Linked DNA regions of Mus musculus: region 2 is linked to region 1. A link is a contact called in public HiChIP or PLAC-seq data. All regions are on one chromosome and are shown on one strand. Each heading gives the region's core, a stretch centred on a gene start, on an enhancer-like site or on the middle of the called end of the contact. The rest is flanking DNA. Distances are from core to core; before and after follow the strand shown. Region 1 has its middle 4.6 kb from the start of 4930515B02Rik. Region 2 overlaps Padi2 (peptidyl arginine deiminase, type II).

The links. HiChIP or PLAC-seq counts read pairs in DNA pulled down with a chosen protein or histone mark.
Region 2: a contact with region 1 is called in an H3K4me3 HiChIP or PLAC-seq map of bone marrow-derived macrophages, with 4 times the contacts expected there. The contact joins two enhancer-like sites. A contact is called at or near these places in 1 of 15 datasets of contacts at CTCF or cohesin (large pre-B cells), 5 of 484 Hi-C or Micro-C datasets (CD4 T cells, erythroblasts, erythroid progenitors and 2 more), 4 of 115 datasets of contacts at active chromatin or transcription factors (CD8 T cells, bone marrow-derived macrophages, embryonic stem cells and 1 more) and 3 of 9 other capture datasets (adipose tissue, embryonic stem cells and liver).

The regions. Positions count from the first base shown.
Region 1 is chr4:140,864,328-140,871,762 of GRCm38.p6, forward strand. No RefSeq gene overlaps it. Among named protein-coding and RNA genes, the nearest start is that of 4930515B02Rik, 4.6 kb to the right of the region's middle. Within about 2 kb of position 4,369, at least 41 of the 459 cell types and tissues checked have an H3K27ac peak or open chromatin away from gene starts, as enhancers often do. A contact at or near this core is called in CD8 T cells and bone marrow-derived macrophages, where this site is marked.
Region 2 is chr4:140,942,057-140,949,491 of GRCm38.p6, forward strand. It overlaps Padi2 (peptidyl arginine deiminase, type II), which reads left to right. Exons shown (of 16, transcript NM_008812.2): 13 at 2,386-2,479; 14 at 4,622-4,707; 15 at 7,156-7,284. Gm13031 (predicted gene 13031) reads right to left here. Exons shown (of 4, transcript NR_045911.1): 3 at 6,301-6,408; 4 at 5,610-6,037. Among named protein-coding and RNA genes, the nearest start is that of Gm13031, 12 kb to the right of the region's middle. Within about 2 kb of position 3,280, at least 144 of the 459 cell types and tissues checked have an H3K27ac peak or open chromatin away from gene starts, as enhancers often do. A contact at or near this core is called in CD8 T cells and bone marrow-derived macrophages, where this site is marked.

The DNA.
Region 1 (7,435 bases), core at 3,119-5,618:
GGTGGCGGCAGGGCGGAGGCACAGTGACTGGAACAATGAGGTGGCCTCTCACATTACATCTACAGTCAGGAAGCAGAGAGAGATGCTGGGGCTCAGCTCGCTTTCTCCTTGTTATTCAGCCTAAGAACCCAATCCACAGCCTGGCAGTGATGGTGCACACCTTTAATCCCAGCACTCAGGAGGCAAAGGCAGGTGGATTTCTGAGTTCGAGGTCAGCCTGGTCTACAGAGTGAGTTCCAGGACAGCCAGGGCTACACAGAGAAAACCTTTCTTGAAAAGCCAAAAAAAAAAAAAAAAAAAAAAAAGAACCCAGCCCAGTGTCAGGGCCGCAGGGGGTGGGGGGAGAGGTGCAGAGGGGGGGATTGGGGGGGCGGTCTTTTCTCCTCAGGTAAACTTCTCTGAGAATCTTCACAGACACACCTTCAGGTCTTTTAGAAGCCGGCAAGCTGAGTGGCTCTGGTCTCAACAGGTGCCACGCAGCTTCTTGTCTCTCTCAGTTCCGTGTCTTTATAACCCACCCCTCCCCTTTCTCTCGGTCTCATGTATCCCAGGCTGGCCCAGACCACACGACAGAACCAAGGGCGACCTTGAACTCCCCATCCTCCTCAGCACAGGGATGGCAGGCGTGTGCCACCACACCCAGCTTTATAGGGTGCTGGGGGGGAAACCCAGGCTGCATGCCTGGTAGCAAGCTCTCTATCGAATGAGCCACGTCCCCAGCCCCAAGGGATTGGCTAGTGTTTTTATTTTATTTTATTATTTATTTATTTTAGATGATATATTTTATCTGTGTATGAATATCTTGCCTGCTTTTATGTATGTCGATGCTGTACTTGTGCGCCTGGTGCCTGAAGAGGTCAGAAGAGGGCATTGGATACCTAGGAACTGGAGTTTCGTGAGAACAAAACCTTGGTCATTTGCAAGAGCAGCAAGGGCTCTTAGAGGCTGAGCCATCTCCTAGCCCCTAGCTATAGTTTCTTCGGTAGTGGGGAATTGAACTCACAGCCTTGCGCATGCTCGCTGTACCACTGAGCTATATCCTGCATGTGCTCTCTCTTAAGCCCCATTGTTTGGACCTTGTCTTTGCCCAGGGACCCATTCTAGACAGTCATCGGTTTCACCCGTCTTTCCTTAAATTGTTTGACTGTAAAAGGAATTTTTAAAAAGCAACAACTTTCCCTCATTAATTTCCATTTTAAGAACTGTCACTCTCAGCCGGGCAGTGGTGGCGCATGCCTTTAATCCCAGCACTTGGGAGGCAGAGGCAGGTGGATTTCTGAGTTCATGGCCAGCCTGGTCTACAGAGTTCCAGGACAGCCAGGGCTACACAGACAAACCCCCTGTCTCAAAACAAAAACAAAAACAAAGAAGGAAGGAAGGGAGGGAGGGAGGAAGGAAGGAAGGAAGGAAGGAAGGAAGGAAGGAAGAAAGAAAGAAAGAAAGAAAGAAAGAAAGAAAGAAAGAAAGAAAGAAAGAAAGAAAGAAAGAAAGGAAGAAAGGAAGAAAAAGGAAGAAAGGAAGAAAGGGAAAGGAAAGGAAAGAAAAAGAAAAGAAAAGAAAAGAAAAGAAAAGAAAAGAAAAGAAAAGAAAAGAAAAGAAAAGAAAAGAAAAGAAAAGAAAAGGAAAGAAAAGAACTGTCACCCTCTTCTTTGGGTTCATCTTTCGGTTTTCTTACCTTCACCAAAGCAGGACCCAGTCATTCCCTTCCTGACCTTGCCTCTCCTCTGGTCGCCGACCCTCAACAGCATCCACGCCCCCAGACTTCCGTCCACTTGACCCGTTTGCTGAGCACATGCGTTCCCAGCTCCCTCTACCACTGCTAGTCCCAGCGTCTGCGGTTTCTGTCCTGTTCTCTTCTTTGAAGAGTGAGTTACTTCAAAGGCCGATCGATTTGACATTTCCAGGTGGATGGCCTTTCTCGTCATCCTGGTGAGCTCCAGGCTTCATTGCGTCAGAGGATGTGGTAGGGATGACAGGACTTATTTTGGTTTTGTTGAAACTTGCTTCAGGTTTCGAGGCTATCCCGTCTGTACCCAGCTCAGGGCTGACATGGAGTCTCCCTCTTGTTGACTGGGTGGGACTTGTAACGTGTGTTCATCAAATCTTCTGACAATTACTACTATTCTCCCAAGAATTGGACCAGTTGTGTGTGTGTGTGTGTGTGTGTGTGTGTGTGTGACACACACTACTTTGTACATGCATGTGTCTTTTGAGAAATTAGCCCATTTCATCTACCCCGTCAAGCATGTTTGTGAGCCTTTTTGTGGTACTGAAGCCAGATAGAAAGGTTGGGGAAATCAAGGGGATACAGGAAGGGACCCCTTTAATAAACTATTGGCTTCAGGCTTCAGAGCGCATATGGAGTAGGCATCTGAGCTCTGGGGTCCCTGGGGGGCTGGTGCCGGGCAGAGCTCATGTTGAAGCAGAAGACTTTCCAGACCCCAGACCCCGGGATGGTGTGGACCACATTCAGGGTGTGTCCTCCCTCCTCTGCTAAACTTCTCTCTTGCTGGTCTCTTCACACAGATGCCCCACCCCACCCCCACCGTGGAACTTCCGACTTCAGGGAGTGTGACCCTCACCAACAAGTTGACAGGATTTGCAGTCACCTAGGACACACCTCTAATCATTTCTAGAGAGGCCAAACTGAGGAGGGAATACCTGTCCTGAATGTGGGCGTCACCATCCCCAAGGAGGGGGTCCCCAACTACATACATGGGAGAAAGCAAGCTGAGCACCAGTCTCTCTCTCTCTCTCTCTCTCTCTCTCTCTCTCTCTCTCTCTCTCTCTCTCTCTCTCTCAGGAGATGACAGCAGATACCATGTGACCGGCTGCCTGCCTGCCTGGTCTTGCACTTTGAGACACTTTGTGTGGGGTTCCAAGCCAACCTGCTAAATAAATACCATCAGGAACCTCAAAGAGAAGACAGTGGGTAGAAAGGTCCCCCCCCTTTAAGGCCTCCACACATAGCTGCTCCCCAGCTTCTTGGAGGTCATATAGAGTTTCTAGGGTGACAGTAATAGCCATAATTAGTTAGTATAAAAATATGATGCACAGAAGAGCAGCCAGCTGGGCCCACAGGTAGCGAGGTGGTATCCTGTGATTCACCACACGGCTGGGGAGCTGCAGGCCTGACCCAGGAGGCCTGTGGTTGGCTAGGCTTCTAAGAGAACCCAGTAGATCTGAAGATATCCCCAGCGTGGGCAGTATCAAGGTCAGATCTTTGAGAAAGGGCTTGACTCAGTTCTAGTCAGCACCTACAAAGACTTGGGCCTAGTCAGCATCCACAAGGACTCAGGGCCAGTCAGCACCCACAGAGGCTCAGGACTAGCTAGCATCCACAGGGGCTTAGGCCCATTCAGCATCCACAGGGGCTCAGGCTCAGTCAGCATCCACAGGGAGTCAGGCCCATTCAACATCCACAGGGGCTCAGGACCAGTCAGCACCCACAGGGACTCTGGTCTATGTCAGAGAACAAAATCCACACCACCGGTTTCACTTGCAGCTGACCCTGCTCTTGGAGACCAGACATGGAACCATGCCCTTCACCCACAGGGCTGACTTCGCAGCCACCGCCCAAGCCTCACCTGTCTCCTGGGCCAGTGGGAAGGTCCACTTAGCCACTGTGTAAAAGGCACTTAGCACCTGCCCGCCATTATCATTAGCCCACCCCCACCCAGTTAACAGATGAGGTAACTGGAAAGCTATTCAGGGACCTGTCCAGAGTCACACTGCTACCGGGTTGCGACATGTGTATGCCATGGTCTAAAACCTCACAAGATGGCTGTCTGGAGCAAAGCCTTGCTCTGAGAGAAGGTTCTAGACCTAGATGGGCCTTAAAATATCACAGAGAGACAGAAAGAGAGAGGATGAGGGAGAAAGGCAGGCAGACGAGGGAAAGGGAGGGGGGGAGAGGTGGAGGAGCCTTTTGTGAATAAAGGCAATTTCAGTCAGTAAGATAACATAATTGACAAGCTGCAAAAAAAACAAAACAAAACAAAACAAAAAAACAAAAAAAACGGCACCCACTAATTAGTCATTGACTAAAACATATAAATAACAAATATCAAGGGTCCCTTCTCTATGCCCGCCATGTTAGATGGGGGAGGGGCTGTGCTTTCCTGGACCCTTCCCACACGTAAAGTTGACCATGATTTTAAACAGCAAGGCTCTGGTTCACCGGAAGGATTGAAATAGCTGCTAACCCAGGGCTCTGAGCACCACTCCCCGATCTACACTCCTCCCCACCCCTCCTCACCGCTACCCCCCTCCCCACTGCTACCCCCCCTCCTCACTGCTACCCAACCGCCCTTTCTTCCTCCAGATTTATTTCCACACTAAACCCCTCCTCCAGGGAGCCCTCCTGGGCCCCTCCCCCACTTCCTCATTTCAAAGCTCAGATGCCTGGGCTGTGTAGCAGGGACACTGTCTCTCTTGTCCTTGCACAGTTGACTTTCTAAGAGAAGGGAAAGGTTACATTTAAAGCAGGAAACTCAAGTTTCAAACTGGGATTCCGTCTATGAAAGGCAAATAGAAAAGCCTCCTAGAGAAACACTCGTGAACGCTGAAGCCTCAGATAAGAAGCCCCAGACTGTGTCAGGAATAGGGGAGAGGAGAACCTACACAGGTCTTGGGGTGCACAACCAGCTTGAGGGCTTAGAGGATCCGTGAGACCCCAGGAGAGAAGAGGGTCCGGAATTAGCAACAGGCAGACCCGGGTGGTGAGCAGCCTTGCCCCCAGGTGAGCGCCGCATCCAAGGATTAAGGGCTCAGCCAAGGGGCCTCTGCAGAGGGCACCATGCAGGGAGAGGATGCTGAGAGAGGACCGGAAAGAGAGATGCAAGTCCTCGTGACCCTGATGGAAGGGGGGCATGAGAAGTGGGCAGTGAGGGGGCAGGAGGTGCGAGATCGCGCTCGCGTGGACCCAGGGTTCCGGTGCGAGATCGCGTTCGTGTGGACCCAGGGTTCCGGTGCGAGATCGCGCTCGCGTGGACCCAGGGCTCCTTTTCTCATTCTGCTGCTGACCAACAGCACTGCCACGCCTGCGGGTTTATTTCCGGGCTCTAAGCACCTCTTCCAGGAAGCCCTCCTCAAATTCTCCCACCCCCTGCCATAGAGGAGACTCTCCCAGAGCTTCACACACCCTGTTCCAGGTGCCACCCTCCCAACTACAGGATTAGCAGCTTCAGTTGGCACTGGAGAAAATGCCTCAGATCAGGGGTTTAGGACAAGCTGACTTCAGAGGGGCCCTGACCTCTAGATTCCTTAGTAGAGGGCTTGCTTCATATCAGGAGGCCCTCGATTCTGTCTCCAGCCCTGCATCAACCAGGTGTGGTAAACCACGCCTGTCATCCCAGCACTCAGCAGAGGCAGGAGGCTCAGAAGTTCAAAGTCATCTTCCTCAACAAAGCAAGTTGAAGGCTAGCCTGGGCTACACGAGACCTCTACAAAGCTAGAACTTCTGATCCCGTCCCCAGATTGAGGGCAGCTTGGTGCCCCTCCGGCCACAGACGTGACAGTTCTAATCCTCACGCAATCTTCTTCATCCACCACCTGCTTCCTTAATTCTCCTGAGCTCGGTCCCAAGCTTGACCCTGAGACCAAAGAACCAGGCACGGTTCTTTCCCACCCATCTGGAAAGACAAATGGATGGACTGGTGATGGTGGTAGGGATGGAGACAGAGGCAGGGGGATGACAGTTGATGACGGTAGTGATGAGGGTGGGTTGGTAAGGATGGTGATCGAAACAAGGGAGGATCACACTTAGCCTTCCTGAGTGCTCACCAGGACTAAGCCCTTGACAACAATTCCCATGCCAGCCGGATGAGGTAAGCATAATCTTATTAATAGTGGGTGATATTTACCACTTAGTCGCATAGAGGCGTTCCCAGAAGGGCTTACAAGTGTCAACCCATTAGAGGCAGGAACCATTATGCGCCGTGGTTTACAGACGAGGAAACCAGGACCTTTAACAGCCTACCTGAGGTCTTCCAGCCAGTTATTTGAGCTCATGTGCATTGCCTGCTGTAGACAGGAGTTGCCTGGGACCCTGAAGAATAGACTATCTGCCTTCTGGATAGACTGGGAGAGACATCCTGTTGGAGGCTATACCAGCCCAGGCTTAGGGATTTGATGTTTTCCAGGTGGGGCGGGCACGAGGCGAGGACAGTGCAGGTTGGGACTTAGGTACTTAGGGTGGGCTCCTGTCAAACTGGGGGATGGGCAGGGCTCCTTGGCTCAAAGAGTGGGAAGAAGCCAGGTGCTAATGGCCGATGGGGCCCAGCCTTGTTGGAAGACTTGAACTGCATTCTGTGTGGGGCTGGAAGCCCTGCCTTCTTCCTGGGCCTCTGAGATCTAGTCTAGCCCAATGACGCGTGGGAAAGACAAGCCTTCCTAAAACCAAGCCCTCAGCAGCCTCCCCCACCCCGAGAAAGTGTGGGTCCTTCTCATCCCACTCTGGCCACACCCCCAGAATTCCAGATTGCCACCTTTCTACTGCTCCTGGGCTCATCATGTCGCTTCTCCACAGTCGTGACACTTACTCCTTTCCCTGTGGGCTCTTGGTGGTTCTCCACCTACCTGTCCCCAGTTCATCTCTCTCCAGGGATCCTCTCAGAGGCACAACCCTCACCTCACAACTCACTGCATATCACATCAGGCCCACCCAGAGGAGCTGCCTGACAGCAGAGGTACTCGCTGCTACCCTCATTCGGGACCTACATCACGGTGGGAGTGCCTGCTTCCTTCTTGCTGGGTTAGCTCTCCAATGTCCTGGGAGCTCCTTGCGGGCTGAATCCCAACCTTGTAATTAAGTGTAGGGCTGGGCACTGCTTCCTGGACGCTCCACAGGGGGGGCAGTCTCGGAAACACAGAGGCATCCCCTCACCCTGTCCCCGTGGACACCTTGCCACTTGGGGAGACTAAGGCTCTCTGGTTAAAGAGATTTCTCCATGGTTACCAGGTCTGGAGCTAACATCAAGTCTGGTAGACTCTAGTCCACACAGGTAGCTACCTCTCTCAGCTGACCAGATAGCCCTGTCCCAGGCAGCACACAGCCACTGCCTGGTAGAAACTCAGACATTGCTGGACCCTGGGCAGGACCCAGGGCTCGCCACAAGGCCAGGCCTGTTCTTTATGGGAGGGTCTTCCAGCAGGGTCACTGGGGCCTTCATCAATGCAGTGGACAATGGCTAACAGTCCTGGGGTCTGAGTGGCCCACAAGTCCTCAGGGAACTAGAATGTTGGGCAGATGCTAGTCTGCACTCAGATCCAGGGTCTGAATTAGGGCCCACGAGTCAGACACTCTGCCCTACCAGACCACAGTCAAGGCAGATGTCAGCAGGCAGGCAGTACTTAGTCCTGACCCACCCAGCACTTCTCTCCTTCCCCATGGGTCCTCTGTATATGTGAAGATGCCCAAGGCAGTGATTCTGCC
Region 2 (7,435 bases), core at 2,030-4,529, 77 kb after region 1:
CTTAAAGACACACAAACTGAAAGGCTGCGAATCCTCAATACGTTGTAATTGTGCATTCTGTAAGGCTTTTTCCACCTTTTGTAAGGCCTGGTTAGCAGCTAGAGTAAGAGCCCTAGGGGAGGAGATATGAGGATCTCCTTCTAAAATACCAAACAAAGGCCTTAACTCAGCGGAAGGAATCTTTAAAAAAGGTCTGAGCCAATTAATATCTCCCAACAGCTTTTGAAAATCATTTAAGGTATGGAGGTGATCTCTTCTTATCTAAACATATAAATATTGATTTCTCTCAAAGGAGGAAATATGTGTGACATCCATTTGTCAGACCTGTAATGGCCTGACGCCACGAGGGTTTACCCCTACGTGAGTAGATAAAATTTGACAACAATCTAAAGGCATTATTAAGTAATCAGAATCATTTCTAGTAGAACCAATCCCTCTGGCAGCTCTAGGAATACCAGAGGAAGAAAAAACAGCCATGTAGGCTTGGCAAAATTATTAGTTGAGCTATTTTGTCCCCTTGTGATATAGAAAAGACAACTTGAGGACAAGAACAGAGAACCTGAAGTTTCCCTTTATAATCTTGATCTACAACTCCAGGGTGGACAATAAGACCTTGTAGGCTGCAAGAGCCTGCCTCTGTCATTATTGTCCAGTGGCTTCACCTGCTCGGGAGAGCGCCTTCCAGGCCCTAATAGCCTTTTCATCTGATTTAGAACTATTAAGAACTGGCTCCTTGAGCTCACCTAGTGATGAGTATAGGCTCCTTCTCCTAGAGACCTCCGCTAATTGATCTTTTTTCTTTTCTTTTTCCTTCTCCTTCCTTCTAATCTCTCCCCAGGTATTCTTACCTGACCTTAACTTTTCCTCGGGTTCAAGACCCTTGGAAAGGCCTGTATACTTATTTTGTGTACCATATTTTCTCTTTGCTCCTACTCTCTCTCCCCGCTTTACTTCTGATAGATTGTCCTGAATTTCGTCCAGAATCCGCCCTGCCTTAACCACTTGATAACATGTGAAAAGGAACAAAAGGGCTTCTAACACTAGAGAAAGTTCAAGGCCAAACATACCTTGTAAAGCTATTTTCCACTTTACTTCTGATAGACTGTCTTGAATTTCGTTAGAAAGTTCAAGGCCAGGCGTACCTTGTAAAGCTATTTTCCACTTTACTTCTGATAGACTGTCTTGAATTTCCTTAGAAAGTTCAAGACCAGACTTACCTTGTAAAGCTGTACTCACTGGTACTTCTGTTCCCCAGCTGAAAAGTTCTGAATTCATGCAGTTGAATCCTTCTCAACAGTCTGTTTTACGGGAACCTTTATTACCGTGACCCGCAGTTTTGGTTCTGGAATGAGGGATCTTCCTTGCGCCGGTGATGGTAATTTTCGTCCCAGGTTTTCTCTTCCCGGGTTTCGGCATCAACTGTTATACGCGTTCTCACGACCGGCCAGGAAAGAACACAACAAACCAGAATCTTCTGCGGCAAAACTTTATTGCTTGCATCTTCAGGAGCAGGAGCGCAAAAACCCCAAACCCCAAAAACGAAAGCCCCCTTCTAAACGAAAGCGAAACCCCCCATCCCTATTTAGGAGAGTTATCCTTCGCTTAGGACGCATCACTCCCTGATTGGCTGCAGCCCATGGCCGAGCTGACGTCACAGGAAAGGCAGAGTACAAGTAGTGGTAAAATACCCTTGGCACATGCGCAGATTATTTGTTTACCACTTAGAACACAGGATGTCAGCGCCATCTTGTGACGGCGAATGTGGGGGCGGCTCCCAACAAGCCCCCATGTAAAAATTATTAGTTTCTATTCTTTTTTTTCTTTTTTAATTGATTTATTTCATATATATGATGAGTACACTGTAGCTGTCTTCAGACACACCAGAAAAGGGCATCAGATTCTATTACAGGTGAGATACCAGGTGGTTGCTGGGGATTGAACTCAGGACCTCTGGAAGAGCAGTCTAGGCTGGCTCTTAACCTCTGAGCAGTCACACCCAGATAATGGCTGATCAGTTACAACAGTCCAGGAAAAGGCTGAAGGCTCTGGGGCAGAATGTCCTTTTTGGAATGAAAGGACTGGGCGCCTCTGTGTATCTCAGAAACTCTGCAAACTGCCCATCCTTTTGGAGAACCCCTTCCCTGCCACCATCCCAGGCCACTTTGGGGCCTGTACTTGGATCTGATGATGTTGCCCAGGATACAAGAAGAGACACAGTCAGCCAGTCCTAAGACAGACAGACTTCCTAGGAAGCCAGTGACTCTCAGCATGAAAGGCACCAAGTACTGGGCAGCCAGGACTCAGGTCCTTCTGGCATTCTGGCTACCTCCCCGTCCCCCAGTGCCTCCCCTGACAATGTGCCACCCACGGTGGCATCTCTTGCAGGAATTTCGGCTGCTCATGGCCAGCACCTCCGCCTGCTACCAGCTCTTCCGAGAAAAGCAGAAGGCAGGCCACGGGGAGGCCGTTATGTTCAAGGGTGAGTGAGCAGAAGCCCTTGACAGGAAGCCCCACAGAGCTCAAGAGGGCCTTGTCCCAGAGCACCCAGCTGCACCACCAAACCCAAACCAAAGGTCACGCCTGCCTGGCGATGCAGAGTTGATGGAGCGCTTGCCTAGCATGCACCAAATGCTGGGTTCGATCCCCAGCACTGCAGAACCCAAGTGTGGTGGTGCCTGCCTGCGGTCCTAGCACTCACAGACAAAGGCAGAAGGGTCCTAACTCCAGGGTCATGTAACCCTGTCTCAAAATAGAGAAGGGCAAAGTGTATCTTCAGAACTGATATCTGAAAGAGCACCAGACCTAGAGAGGGACGGAAGGACCCAAATGACTGCCACATGATCTGAGCCCAGAAGCTTGGGTTTTCAAGACAGCGGGATGGAAGCCAGGACCTTCTGAGATGGTCATGCACTCTTCTGCTAAGCCACATCCCTTCTGCCATACCCCATCCACCCCCAGAACAGTAAAGGGGGGAGAGAAACAGTGTCGATGCTGGAGGCCCAGGAAGGGAAGTGGTTTCAGCTGACATCACGCCTGCCCTGCCGGGTCTGGAGTGAGGCTTTGTCTCCCTCCTAAGTGGAGCGACATAGCATCTGCTGGGTCTGGAATGAGGCTCTGTCTCCTCCAGTGAGGCTCTGTCTCCCTCCTAAGTGGGGCAGACCCAGGGATGAGCTCTGTACCTGAATTAATCATGAGAAAGAGACTCTGCTGAGGGAAACCCTGCCAGGCGGCATGGTGAGAAATGCCACAGCACATCTGCACTCTTGCTGTGGTAAAATAGACACAATGTATCAGTCACTGTGTCTTACCACTTCCTGCCACATGGTAGCTTAGTATCCTGACACTCATAGTCACTGGGTAATGCTTATGCTATTGTCCTGTGTCCAAGGAGTGGGACTGGAATGCTGCCCGTGTCCAGGACAGATCCACGTAAGACTGCCATCCTAGCCGGGCAGTGGTGGTGCACACCTTTAACCACAGCACTCGGGAGGCAGAGGCAGGTGGATCTCTGAGTTCAAGGCCAGCCTGGTCTACACAGTGAGTTCCAGGACAGCCAAGGCTGTGATAAAACTAAAATAACAAACATAGATAGATGGATGGATGGATGGATGGATGGATGGATAGATGGATGGACAGACAGATAGATAGATAACACTGCTATCCTGTTCTAGCCTCCTGGTGGCAAGTTTTTTTTTCTGCGTTGGCAGGTGTAAGGCTTGGCTTTCTAGAAGTTTCCTTTCTATCTTAAGCTTGCCTCAAATGCTGCCTCCACACACCATGGTTAGAAATATTAATGCCATAGAGTCACGGAGAGGACTGTGGCGTGGTGGCAGCACAGGGGCAGGGTCCCACAGCCCTGGTCTCTTTGGTGTTGTGACGCTACAAGTCTGGGCCATGCAGAGAGCTGACAGGCTATATATAAATAAAATATAACACTTTTAGCACTCGGGAGGTGGAGGCTGAAGGTTGTAGGTTCAAAGCCAACCCATAAGAAAAAAAAAACTAAAAGGAAAAAATAATGTTAATCAAATATACAAGGCTCACAGCCTTGTGGTCCGGCTGCCTGTGTGGCCACTTGCTGTGTAGGGAAACGCAGCTTCCTCACCTTTAACAGTAGCAGCTACCTCACAGGAACATGGGGAAGACTGTCTGGGGAGCACGGCTAGCATTTAAAAGATTACTTATCTAGTGTATACAAGGTCCTGGCTTCCGACCAAAGAACAGACTGCAGGCACTTGGATGTCACTAATCTGACCTAAAGCCTCCAGGCTATGGAGCTAGAGTCAGAGGCAGGCTCTCTCCAGGGCCAGCACTGAGTAACAGGAGGGGTGTTTGAACCCTGGTCAGCTGCTAACATTCAAAGGGGGCACCCAGGTGACTTCTCCTCCTGCCAGAGAGCACAAGGTGCCTGCACCCCCATTCCTGGCTTAGGAGACATGGTTGGTCTGGAGAGGGGGACACACATGCCTCCCTGGGTAGAAGGAGATCACCCCTCTTCCCCATCCATTCCCCCCACCTCACTCCCACCCCATTCCCCACCCCCCTCCACTGCCAGCAAATAGCTCAGATGGGACACCCAGGCAGGCACCTGAGATTTACTGTCACCCTCTGACCCCCACAGGCCTGGGAGGCATGAGCAGCAAGCGCATCACCATCAACAAGATCCTGTCCAATGAGAGCCTCACGCAGGAGAACCAGTACTTCCAGGTACAGCGGTGGGAGGGCAGGAAGGGATGGCAGACTGTGTGAGGTCTTGGCAGAGGCTGGTTCTATGGGAAAGGTCAGGGGCTCGAGGCTTCTGGCCCAGAGAGACCAGCAAGCACCTGCTGGATCTACTTGCTGTGTAGTAGATCCAGAAGCGCAGCGGTGGGCTCAAGGAGCCTCGAACCCAGCAGGAGATGGGAAAGCAGTTGTACTTGTAGGCCCAGAGTTCTATCAGACAAGTGCTCGGAGCAGACACGCCCCTTAGAGCCACACCAAAGCTTCAGACTTGTTGCCTGAATAGCGGTGGCCTGAGCCCATCCCTCACACTGAAGCTTCGGCAGCTCACACAACCCTGAGGGACTGCTGTGGGTGTGACAGTCTGCTCGAGTCTTAAACGTTGCACCAGACATTAAACCCAGCGCCCAGGAGAAGTAGCTCCATTGGGAGAGCTCTTGTCTTGAAAGAAAGAAAACCTTGGATTTCGTTTTATGATGATCTAGGTTAAGCCAGGGGCAGGTGGATCTGTGAGTTCAAGGTCAGCCTGGTCTTCAGTTCCAGGGCAGCCAGAGCAACACACAGAGAAACCCTGTCTCAAACAAACAAAAAGGAAGAAAGGAAGAAAGGAAGGAAGGAAGGAAGGAAGGAAGGAAGGAAGGAAGGAAGGAAGGAAGGAAGGAAGAAAGGAAGAAAGGAAGAAAGGAAGAAAGAAAGAGAAAGAGAGATAGAGGAGAGAGAGAGAGAGAGAGAGAGAGAGAGAGAGAGAGAGAGAGAGAGAGAGAGAGAGAGAGAGAGAGAGAGAAAGCAGATCCAGTGCAAAGTAAATGCCCACTTGGCTCCTAAGCATGCAAGGTGTTAGATTTCTAAGTCAATTTGAAGAGTCAAGAGGCAGAAAACAGACCGGAGGCTGACCTCAACAGACTGGACTGTTTATTTAAAACAGGGAGGGGCAGACACAGCAAGAAAGGGGTGTCTGTGGAAGGGGGAGGGGTTCTTGGGGTTTATATAAAAGGGGAGGGGAGGGAAAAGTTAGGTGCAACTTAACTTGGGTTGCGTGCAAACCCCAAGTTTCTCTCTCCCGGAGTTGTTTGCCTAGACAGGGCGGGCTTTATCTTTAGAATCTGTCCTGACCTTGCTGTCAGGTTGTGGGTCACAGTGGGCCACTGAGTCAGGCAGCAGAAGTGAGGGAAGTGGGCAGGAGTCTCAACACAGGGCCTTGGTCAGGGCTGGGCAGAATTTGTTCAAAGTCCTATGGTTGTGTGGACTTCAGGCACAGGCTGATCAGAGCTCCAGCTGTGCTAGCTCTGTTGGTCGGTATGTGCAGGTACCCTCATGGCTGCGGGAGGTTCAAAGCCTTACATAAATACCCGCACAGCACCCTCGAATACAGAGCTCTTAGATGGCCTGCATCTCACTCTGCCTGGGGGGGGGGGTGTCAACCTGAACTGATGAACATGGTCAGGGAGTTTCCCAGTACCAGTTTGCTCAGTCATGAGTCACTATAAACCGCATCCCCCTCCGCCCCCCACCCCCCATCCCACTCTAGGCTTAATCACTGAGGTAGGAGGAAATGGTAAGAGACAACTAGTTAGCTCTCACCTGAAGGTCAGAGAAGTTGGTACAACCCAGCCACTCTCTGAAGCAGGACCCGCTGAAGCTGAGCCAACGCCTCACTGGGGCTGACCTCTGACTATCCCTCCATGATCCCTGCAAGAAACAAAGACACACACACACACACACACACACACACACACACACACACACACACACACACACTGTAGTAAGTAAGAGCTCTGGAGAAGCCTAGTATCAAAATCTTACAGCTTTGCAAAGCCCAGACGGCAGGTGCGGTAATTGACAGCGGAGGAGAGTTTAAGCACTAAGGCCCCACCCCTCCCTGCTGTCCTCCTTAGCTGAGTGAGCAGGAGAGCAAAATCCTCCAGGGTCACCTGGGCCTCTGCCACTTAAAGTTTGTCTGGTTTTCAGTGAAGACTGTGCAGAGTTCAGGCTCTGGCTTACGGCCTGTTTCCCGTGGTCAGGGCCATCTGTGGGTTGCAGGCGAGCTCACCTGCTGCAGTTTTCTACTGCAAAGTTTAAGTTGGAAGGGGTTGTAGCTAGACTGGCAAGCATTAGCAGGAGAGTTTTCTGTCCATTTGTAGCTGTGCCTCAAGTCACTTTTTGAAAATGGTCCATTAAGCCAGGCATAGTGACATATGCCTTTAGGCCTAGTACCTTTGAATCTCTGTGAGTTCAAGGCCAGCTTGGTCTATATAAAGTTTTAGGACAGCCAGAGCTACAAAGAGAGACTGTCTCAAAAAATGAGGAATGGATTGTCTTTTTTTTTTTTTTTTTTTCTTATCCCTGGGGGGAGATGCTGGAGAGGTGACAGGGATACCAGCTAAGCAGGTGTGTGTGTCCCCGGACTTCAACGCTTCCTCTTTCCCCCTCCCCCAGCGCTGTCTGGACTGGAACCGCGACATCCTTAAGAGGGAGCTAGCGCTGACTGAGAAGGACATTATTGACCTGCCCGCGCTCTTCAAGATGGATGAAAATCACCAGGCCAGGGCTTTCTTCCCTAACATGGTGAGATACTCCAGCCCCAACCCCTCATGCCACCCCCAGCAGGGTGCAAACAGCCCCAGAAGGGCCCAGCTGAGTTGCTGGGTAACCTCACCTCTGACCCTTGCCCTCTCTGAGCCTCTCCATTCCCTGCTAGGGGTGACATGCTTAGCCT